Regions from separate parts of the Sus scrofa genome. Here all the other regions are linked to region 1. Evidence: chromatin contacts called from public Hi-C and promoter capture Hi-C data. All regions are on one chromosome and are shown on one strand. Each heading gives the region's core, a stretch centred on a gene start, on an enhancer-like site or on the middle of the called end of the contact. The rest is flanking DNA. Distances are from core to core; before and after follow the strand shown. Region 1 holds the start of DEXI (dexamethasone-induced protein). Region 2 holds the start of C3H16orf72 (UPF0472 protein C16orf72 homolog). Region 3 holds the start of TMEM186 (transmembrane protein 186).

Region 1 (2,713 bases), core at 96-2,595:
TTTCTTTTTCTACTAAAATTAAAAAATAAATATTGAAAGGCCTTCAAGCAACAATGTACCAAAATTGAACGTCCTGTACTTTCAGAGTTCTCTGGTCTTCACCCAAAATCCATACCATTTCCAAAACAACCACGTTTTTAAAAATAAGGAAATACCCAGCTTCCTACACCAGCCAAGATGTATCTACATTTCTCTTCTGGATTAGGAGGGAGAAATTTTGTGGAGGCAATTTTTTTCCTATGTATTCATTTCTACACCTCATAGTTATCAAAGGTCTACTGTGTCGCTTAGGACAGAATTGGACTAAGAAGCCAATGTTCTCCCCAATGCCTAGCACAAAGTTTGGCACATAATAGGTGTTCAACAAGTGTTGGCAGAGTGAATAAATGAATGACAGTTTGTTTCATTTTCACCAGTTGGAGGATTAATGGTTTGCTCTGCAGTTCACCTAAAGGAGCAAGAGACAGTCATGGAGAAAATAGGGCAGGTTCTGTCCTCCAAACACCCACAGGCCCAGAAGCTTCCAGAGTCCTTCTGTTTCTCAGTTTTCTCGTCTGTAGAAAGGGATGACATACTACACTTCCCCATCTGGCTGCAATTAAGCAATGCATGTAAAGCACCCAGCTCAGTGTGGCCTGCTTAACTGCTTTGGAGGGTGCTTTGGGCAAGATCAGTTGCTTGGTGGATGTACAGGTGTTGCCCCTGAGGAGGGGAATCAGAGGGAAATTACTTTTCTGTGTATTTCTTGGTTAAAACCACGTGCATTATTACTGCTTTAAAACAAGTTTCTCAAAGTAAAAACAAGAAGCAATTCTCCTGCTGCAGACCTGACCTGCCTTATTACGCAGATTCCCCCCACTCCCATCCCGCCCCGTACCGCGGGGCTGGACCTTCCAGCAGCCAGAATTTGGAGAGATGAAGGGGACTGGTCGATCTTCCCCACCGAGGACAATTTGCCACTTCAGGGAAATCCAAAATTTTCACTGGTAAGGTCCACCGCCCCGACCCTGCCTCTTTTTTCAACTGGTAAATTGACTCCCAAAAAGGCTTGGCGCCAATACTCAAATCCAGCAGGTGCTAATGAAACCAAGGTTTCCCTCAGTTTTGGTAGCCTTAGGATACGTCTAGGTTTGAAATGTGTTCTAACTCTTTCCCTTCCCCCTACTCCGTCGCGGATTCACTGAGAAAATTGTATTCCAGATCTGCTCTGAGTCCGGAACTAGGAAAGAAACTCAGCAGCCAGCACCTCGAGGGGCGGAGCGCGGAGGTACCCGCCCATCTGACGGCTCGGGCCAATCAGTGTTGGCTTTGAGGTTACCAATCAGCGCAGGCTGGGGCGGCGGGCCAATCAGCGCGGGGCTGCTCCGGAGGCGGTGCTCGGAATGCGACCAGGAGAGCGACGCGGCGGCCGCAGCTATGGGCGCTGGGCCTTCGGGGGCGCGGAGAGGGCTCGAGGAACGGCTGGGCGCGGCTGAAGAGACCGCCGCCGGGACTGGCCCTTGAGATGACCCGCGGCGAGGGTCCCCGCAGGCGCTGCGAGGGCCCGTGAGCGCGAGCGGGACACATCGGAGGAGCCGGGCAGCCGCCGGCTACTTCAGGGGGATCCGCCTGACCGCTGGGCAGATCTACAGGGCCGTGTGGGCACCTCTGGGGGTGGGGTGACCCGCCTGGCACGTTTCGGGGGCCCGGGTGCGTCTGCAGGGGCCAACGCACATCCCCCGGGGCACCGCCGGGGCCCAGCGCCGCCTCGGCCAGCCCCGGGGCGGCCCTGGATGGCTGAGCTGCCCGCTCGCCGGCTGGCCGGGCGCCGCAGCGGCTGAGCTCGCTGAGATCGCCGGGCTGCTGCCGCCCTCGCCGCCCCCTGCATGCCCGGCGCCCGGGTCGCGGCCCACCTGGACGCGCTGGGCCCCCTGGTCCCCTCCGTGCCGCCGCCGCTGCTACCCTCTATGTTCTACGTGGGCCTTTTTTTCGTCAATGTGCTGATCCTATACTACGCCTTTCTCATGGAGTACATCGTCCTTAACGTGGGCCTAGTCTTCCTGCCCGAGGACATGGACCAGGCGCTCGTGGACCTCGGCGTGCTCTCTGACCCCGGCTCGGGCCTCTACGATGCCGATTCGGAGCTCGACGTCTTCGATGGTTACTTGGAGTAGGCTTGGCTGCTGTCCCCCGCTCCCCCTACGACCCGCAACCCTCGACCTGGACCAGCGCCTAGATCATGCTGCCGCTGCTGGTTGAGGGCACCGTCAGGCCAGGGATGGGACCCCCAGGACGAGGCCCTCTCCGGCCTCCAAGGCCTGTAAGTGCCCTCTCTGCGCAGGATGAGGGCGGGTTGGGGCGCTGGCTAGGAAGAGGGAGGCATCCCAAGCCGGACACACAACCCTACCCCAGACTTTTGATTCCTCCATCCACTTCCCCTAGGTCTGTTTGGATGCCAGGAATGGCTGGACTCTTTTGAGACTCTTAGGGCAGGAAAGCTTCCCCTTAGCAAGGCTTACAGCTGGTGAAGAAGGGAAGGGAGGCAGGACCTAAGTGGCATCTTGGTTAGCCATAGTACCAAGTGCCAAAACTTGTGGGAAAAGCCTTTGCACCCAAATCCATTTAAGGCAGACCTGTCAACTCCTCCCCCCATCCTTAACCTGTCTTGATGGTGACCTTGGCTTTGGGGGAATTCCCACTAGTCCTGGAAGGATAAAGACTTGCAGTGTTAAAA
Region 2 (2,700 bases), core at 68-2,567, 1.5 Mb after region 1:
AAAGAAATGCACAAAGACGGGGCGAGGGGGGAGGGGGGAGAGAGAGAGAAAGCAATGTTATTTGGGCGTCAATCACTCCGGAACGGCCATATTAGGTTTCGCCATTTTGTTCAAGGTTTTCGGGATCCCGCACTGGGTCGGGGGCCGGCAGGAAGGGGGTCGCGGCGGGCGGCCAGGGGGGGACGCGGGACGCGGGGCGCAGCCGGGGCCCAGGCGCGGCGGTGGGAGGCGCCCCCTCAAAGTCCCCGCCCCGAGACCGGCTCCGGCACAATAGGCCGCCCCGGAGCCTCCCTTCGCCATTTTGTGACCGGGGGCCCCTCCCCTCCCCTCACAGGCCCCGGGCGCCCGGCGGCCCGGCCCCAGAAGCGAGGGGCCCCCCGGGCGGCCCCCAACGCAGGAGCCCCCAGCGCCCGCCCCGGGCCACCCCCCGGGCGCCTCCCGACGGCCCGCCTCCCGCGACGCCATCTTGCGGGGAGGGGGCGGCAGGGCCGCGACGCGACGGCCGGAGCCTCGGAGACCGCCCAACCCCACCGCCAACCCCGGACTCTCCGCCGACCGCCCGACAGCCGGGCCCTAGGCGGCGGCGACGGGGGCGACGGCGCAAGATGGCGGCAGCAGCCCTCACCTTTGTAGAGCTGGGCCACGGCGGTGGCCGAGTTCTGGAAGAGGTGCCACAGTTTCTGCTGCTTGTGCTCGGGCTGCGCGGCGGCCGCCGCCTCCTCCTGCAGCTCGGGGGGCAGCTGCTCGTCCTGCTCCGCCTCGGCCAGGCACTGCCGCTCCCACTTGGAAAACCAGTGCTCGGGCCCGTGCTCCTGGATCTCGGCCTCGCCCTCCTCTTTCCGCTCCTCCATCCTCCGCGGCCTCCCGCGGCCTCGCCGCCGCCGCCGCGTCCTCCTCAGGCGGGGCTCCCGCGGGAGCGTCGTCGTCGAGCGGCCCGGTGGCGGGGCCCAGCGGCCGGCGGCGGCTCCTCGCGGCGACCCAGACCTCCTGCACCCCGACGGCCTGCGAGCCCCGCCCCGCGGCCCCGCGCTGTCCGGGACGACCCCCGCCCCGAGTCTCCCTACCCCCGGGCCCCGCCGAAGGTCGCCGCGGACCGGATGATCGCCGCCGCCCCTCGCCTCGCCGGCCTGAGCCGGTCTACCACCACGCCATAGCGCCGCGGCCTCTCTAGGGCCGCCGCCGCAGACCACCGAGACCTCCGCGAAGCCCGGCCTGCGCCACCGAGCCCACCCCGAAGACTGAGGAACGTCTTCGTCGTCGCCGCCGCCGTCGACGCCTCTGCGGCTGCTGGTCACCGCCCTCCCCCGCCCACATGCTGACTGGGGAAGCACCGCCCACTCGGCCCCGGCTCCCCTGCCCAGTTGGGGCGCGCCCACTCCGAGAGCCCCCATTGGTCCGATCCGACCGGTTCCGCGTGCCGTCCCCTGAATATAGAGCCGTGATTGGCTCGTAGGCCTGTCCGCCTGACGTAACCAGTGGGCGGGGGAAAGGGAGTGAAAGTCAGGAAGGATGAAGACTGGGACAGAGGGGAGGAGCTGACAGTGGTTGCGTCGGAGCCAACCGAGGTGGGGAGGATAGAGAAATGCGCATGCGCGCTAGTTGCAGCCGCAGCTGCCAGGCGGCGTGCGGGGGTCACGTGACCTGGCCCCGCGGCCGCACCCCGAGGGGGCTTTTCCGGCGCTTCCGAGGCCCCGGGGGACGCAAAGTCTAGTCCAGCTACTGGGCCCCTGGGACTGAGGGATGTAGTGGGTGACAGCCTCCTACGCCAGACTCTTGGGCTTCCAAAGAGAAGAGGGAAGTGAAGAAGGTGAATGAACTTGCGAAGCGAGTCTTCGTTTATTTCAGAGACCAATTTCCTAGATTAGCAAGTTGAGCCTTGGAGTCCACAAAAAAACTTCTAAGTGGCTAGGCCGGCGGGCCGCCACCACTCACGCGGCTCGCTTCTCGTTGCGTCCAGGGGGCTCTTGCGCCCGCCCCCCACCCTGACCCGTCCCTTGACTAGACCTCTGCGGCCGCGCAGCCGACTCACAAAGCCGAAAATAAACCTCGGCAGGAGAGCTGTGCCTCGGCCAGGCTGCGTCTGTGCCTTCGTGAAGTTGGCGGCCCCCGCACCTGTCCCAAAAAGCACACTCCTGGGCCATGTGCTGCAGCCTGCGTCACGCGCCAGCCCCCGCCTCCTCCGGCCGGGAATCCTCGTGGCCGCGCCAAGTGGGAGGCCGGGTTTCCAGGGGGTTAGTTCTGCGCCGATTTCTCAATCACCTGCCGTGTGCGATCTCCGCATCACCCGGGCTGCGCGCCTCCTGTGGACCAGGCGCCGAGCTGCGCGCTGTGGTCACCAGGCTGGGGACGTCCCAGGGGCTCAAGGTCTGGAGAGGAAGAAGCCACGTAAAGGGGCGATGACCGCACAGATGCAAAACTGGCCCTTAGACTCATACGCTGACGGCGGGGGTACGAGCCACGGGGGCTTGGATAAGTCCCAGGGGCTGCGAAAGCGCCCTTCTACAAAGCGGTTTGGCTGTAAAGCCATCACTTTTGGAAGAAAATCTGACCTCACTGTGGGCTACAAGTCCCGGCAGGATCTGGCCCCGCCGCCTCCTCTGCGTTCATCTGAACTCCACTCTCTGCTTGGCTAGGGCTGCCCAGCCACACTGCCCTTCTTTCTGCTTCGTCAGACCTCCAAGCTCTTCTCTGCTTCAAGGC
Region 3 (2,740 bases), core at 43-2,542, 1.7 Mb after region 1:
CAAACACGGAAGTATTTGCTATCTGGCCCTTTGCAAACAATGAACTGCTGACTTCGGCTCCAGGCCACTCTGAGTGTTTAACAACTTGCAAGTGTGCACTGATTACGGAGTCAAAAAGGGCCTGTGGAGAACTTACAACTGTGCATCATCAGTACATACAGAGCACCTGTGGCTCAGAAAAGTAAAATGATACATCTAAGGCCACACGCATTCAGTGAGGAATTCTGGAGCACACCAGTGCTACCACCCGACCCAAACGCAGCAGGGTAGAGAGAGACTGAGGCCATTTAGCGCCAGTCTCAAGTTCAAATGGCTGCTCTTCTAATGTGTGCAAAGGGTAGGTCAGGGTAAGCTTCATCACAACGGTTCATCTTGAGACCTATCCGTGCTCGTGGCAGCAAAATCTGGAAATGGAAAGCAAGTTTCCAGGAGTCCAAGAAGGTTCTCGGCAGGCAGCCTGTGGCAATCTAGGTTTCCTCTATCACCCCCTTCCACTGCAAGGCTAGAGCAGGGAGTGGCGGTGGCAGCGAATACTTACTGAGTATTATTGAGCACAGTCTACCGTATGTAAGATAACTTTCAAGAACTTAAATGATTTCATCCATTCATTCAAACATCACATGGAACAGGTAGACGCCCCATTTAAAGCCACAGATGCTGAGGCTCTGAGGTTAACTAACTTGCTCAAGTCACACAGCTGTCAAGCAGAGACTCTGCTAGGTCTGTTTGGCCTGGAAACCTATGTCTTTCATGTCAGGCTACAGGCGCAGACCACAGGTGATAGGTCTGAAGAGGGCACACAAGCTGGTAAACCCGGCTGATCCGGGATTCAAACCCAGGGGTGCTGATGAGAGTCCAGAACTGCGTTTTCCAATCAAAGTTCCTTGCTCTCAAGAGTTCCTAGCCTGTCCCTTCTCTCCGAGGACCCTGAAGTCTCGAAAAGCTGGTGAGAGCTTTCGTCTCATGACTCCAAGGAACCCAGAGTAAAGTTCAGCCCCTCCGTGGGAGGTAGGCGGTCCTTAGCCGCCCCAGGTCGCCTACCTGGACGGTCATTACACCCACCGGGGAGCCGTAGGGAGTTTTGCACCGCTTACCTGCCTGGGAGCGGTCAGAGTCCCGTCCACGTCGAAGAGGCAGAGCGCTGGGCCGGGAGCAGCCATGACCCCAGTTTCCACGTAAACCTTACACGACTTACTGGCACCTGGCACCCGGCCCGGAACTTCCGGGTCCGGCCCCCGTGCCGCAGGGCACGCCGGGAAGAGAATTCCCCTCCCGCAGTGCCCGAGACTAGCGTCGGCTTTGCTGGCTGGACTACAGATCCCAGAATGCAGCGCGCCCCCACGCTGTCCCATTAGGGCGGAGGACACGTTCTCGGAGATTCCCGGAACGCGAGGGACTCGCTTCCAGCTGCAGGCTGCGGGGCCATGGTAAGAAGGCAATTGGTGGCAAGAAAGGGAGGGGTCGTGCTTTGGGGGTCGGAGTCAGGCCCCGGGCAGGCCTGCGGACGCCTTAGGTTCTGATTCGGAGAATCCGGAGGAGGGACCTCCGACGTGGGTTCCCCGCCGTCCTATGCCCCCTAGGTCACGTGGGCCAACTAAAATTTAGCATTCACCGTGCATTACTGCATTTAAAGGCTTTAAAACTGTTACCTTCTTCAGTATGTTACGGATACCCACTTTGATAGAGAAACCAGGGCCCAGAGAGGTGGAGTAATTTGCCCAACGATCCACAGCCGGTGACTGTAGGAGCCAGGGTTGGAACCCAAAACTGGCTTCAAAGCTCAAAGCACCTTTCGGTGCAATATTCAAGGTGTAGAACTGTGCATCTAATAAAACCCTTGTGCTATGAGTTGACGCCTCCATCCCTTCCTCCTCCATTCTATCCCTTCCCTCAATCCAGGCCAAGAAAACAGCGTTTACGTTCTGCCCCCAAGATGACGCTTTTAACCTAACCGAGAATTCTACAGTTATTATGATGATTAGCTAGCGGATTTGTTCCCCACTGGGACACTGATTTAGTTTCCTGCTTGAGGAAGTGTTCACACAGGCCGTGGATCCGGTATCCAGCCAGAACCGGCCCTCCTTGGGTATGTGCTGAATGAATGAAGCCTGCGCCTACTTGAGCTGCCTGGAGGAAAGAGGTTGGGTTTGAAAGTTAGACTGCCCTACTCCCTGACTGTGTGTCTTTGGGTAAATTTCTCACCTTCTCTGGGCTTAGTTTCCTCAGTGGTAAAGTAGAAGCAGTGGTTCCTTTAGCACACAGCTTCCCTGACTATCACGTGAGGTAGAGGTAAAGCCTCTGATTTCAGCTTTCTTTCCATCTCTGGCAATCATGCTGACCTCACCAGGCTGGCAGGATCCTCTGTAGCAGATGTTTTGCATGTGGTCCTTGTGTGATTAGCTTGGCTGAGTTCCAGAGAGAAATGGTCTCCCTGTCTCCTTTCCAGGCTGCCCTGCTCCGAGCTGTGCTGTGGTCACCAAGGCAGGCTGCATGGGGAAGGCCTTTCCACAGGCTGTGGCGCTGCAGTGGGCAGGATCCTAGGAGGTGGGCGGGGAGCAGGCCTCTGCCATCCAAGAAGAACCCGCTGGGCACAGAGACTGAGAAATTTCAGATGGTGTACCGGTTTGATGCCATCAGGGTCTTCGGGTACCTCTCTCAGCTGAAGGTGGCACAGACAGCGTTGACAGTGGTGGCCCTGCCGCCTGGCATCTACTGGTACTCCCAGGGCCTCATGACCTTC

Evidence for each region. Promoter capture Hi-C pulls out the DNA fragments that hold promoters and counts their contacts. Hi-C and Micro-C count contacts between places; a contact is called where the count stands out from the background.
Region 2: a contact with region 1 is called in a Hi-C map of liver, with 7 times the contacts expected there. The contact joins the promoter of C3H16orf72 here to the promoter of DEXI in region 1. A contact is called at or near these places in 2 of 5 promoter capture datasets (fetal skeletal muscle and liver), 1 of 47 Hi-C or Micro-C datasets (liver) and 1 of 2 datasets of contacts at active chromatin or transcription factors (alveolar macrophages).
Region 3: a contact with region 1 is called in a promoter capture Hi-C map of liver, with 6 times the contacts expected there. The contact joins the promoter of TMEM186 here to the promoter of DEXI in region 1. A contact is called at or near these places in 1 of 5 promoter capture datasets (liver) and 2 of 47 Hi-C or Micro-C datasets (heart right ventricle and retroperitoneal adipose tissue).

What each region holds. Positions count from the first base shown.
Region 1 is chr3:32,158,877-32,161,589 of Sscrofa11.1, forward strand. DEXI (dexamethasone-induced protein) reads left to right here and starts at 1,346. Exons shown (of 2, transcript XM_003124598.4): 1 at 1,346-2,299. The coding sequence starts at 1,866. The coding sequence ends at 2,153.
Region 2 is chr3:33,654,021-33,656,720 of Sscrofa11.1, forward strand. It overlaps C3H16orf72 (UPF0472 protein C16orf72 homolog), which reads right to left and starts at 1,318. Exons shown (of 4, transcript XM_003354616.4): 1 at 626-1,318. The coding sequence starts at 851.
Region 3 is chr3:33,891,223-33,893,962 of Sscrofa11.1, forward strand. It overlaps TMEM186 (transmembrane protein 186), which reads left to right and starts at 1,293. Exons shown (of 2, transcript XM_003124605.4): 1 at 1,293-1,427; 2 at 2,447-2,740. The coding sequence starts at 1,425. It overlaps PMM2 (phosphomannomutase 2), which reads right to left and starts at 1,250. Exons shown (of 8, transcript XM_021086654.1): 1 at 1,095-1,250. The coding sequence starts at 1,160.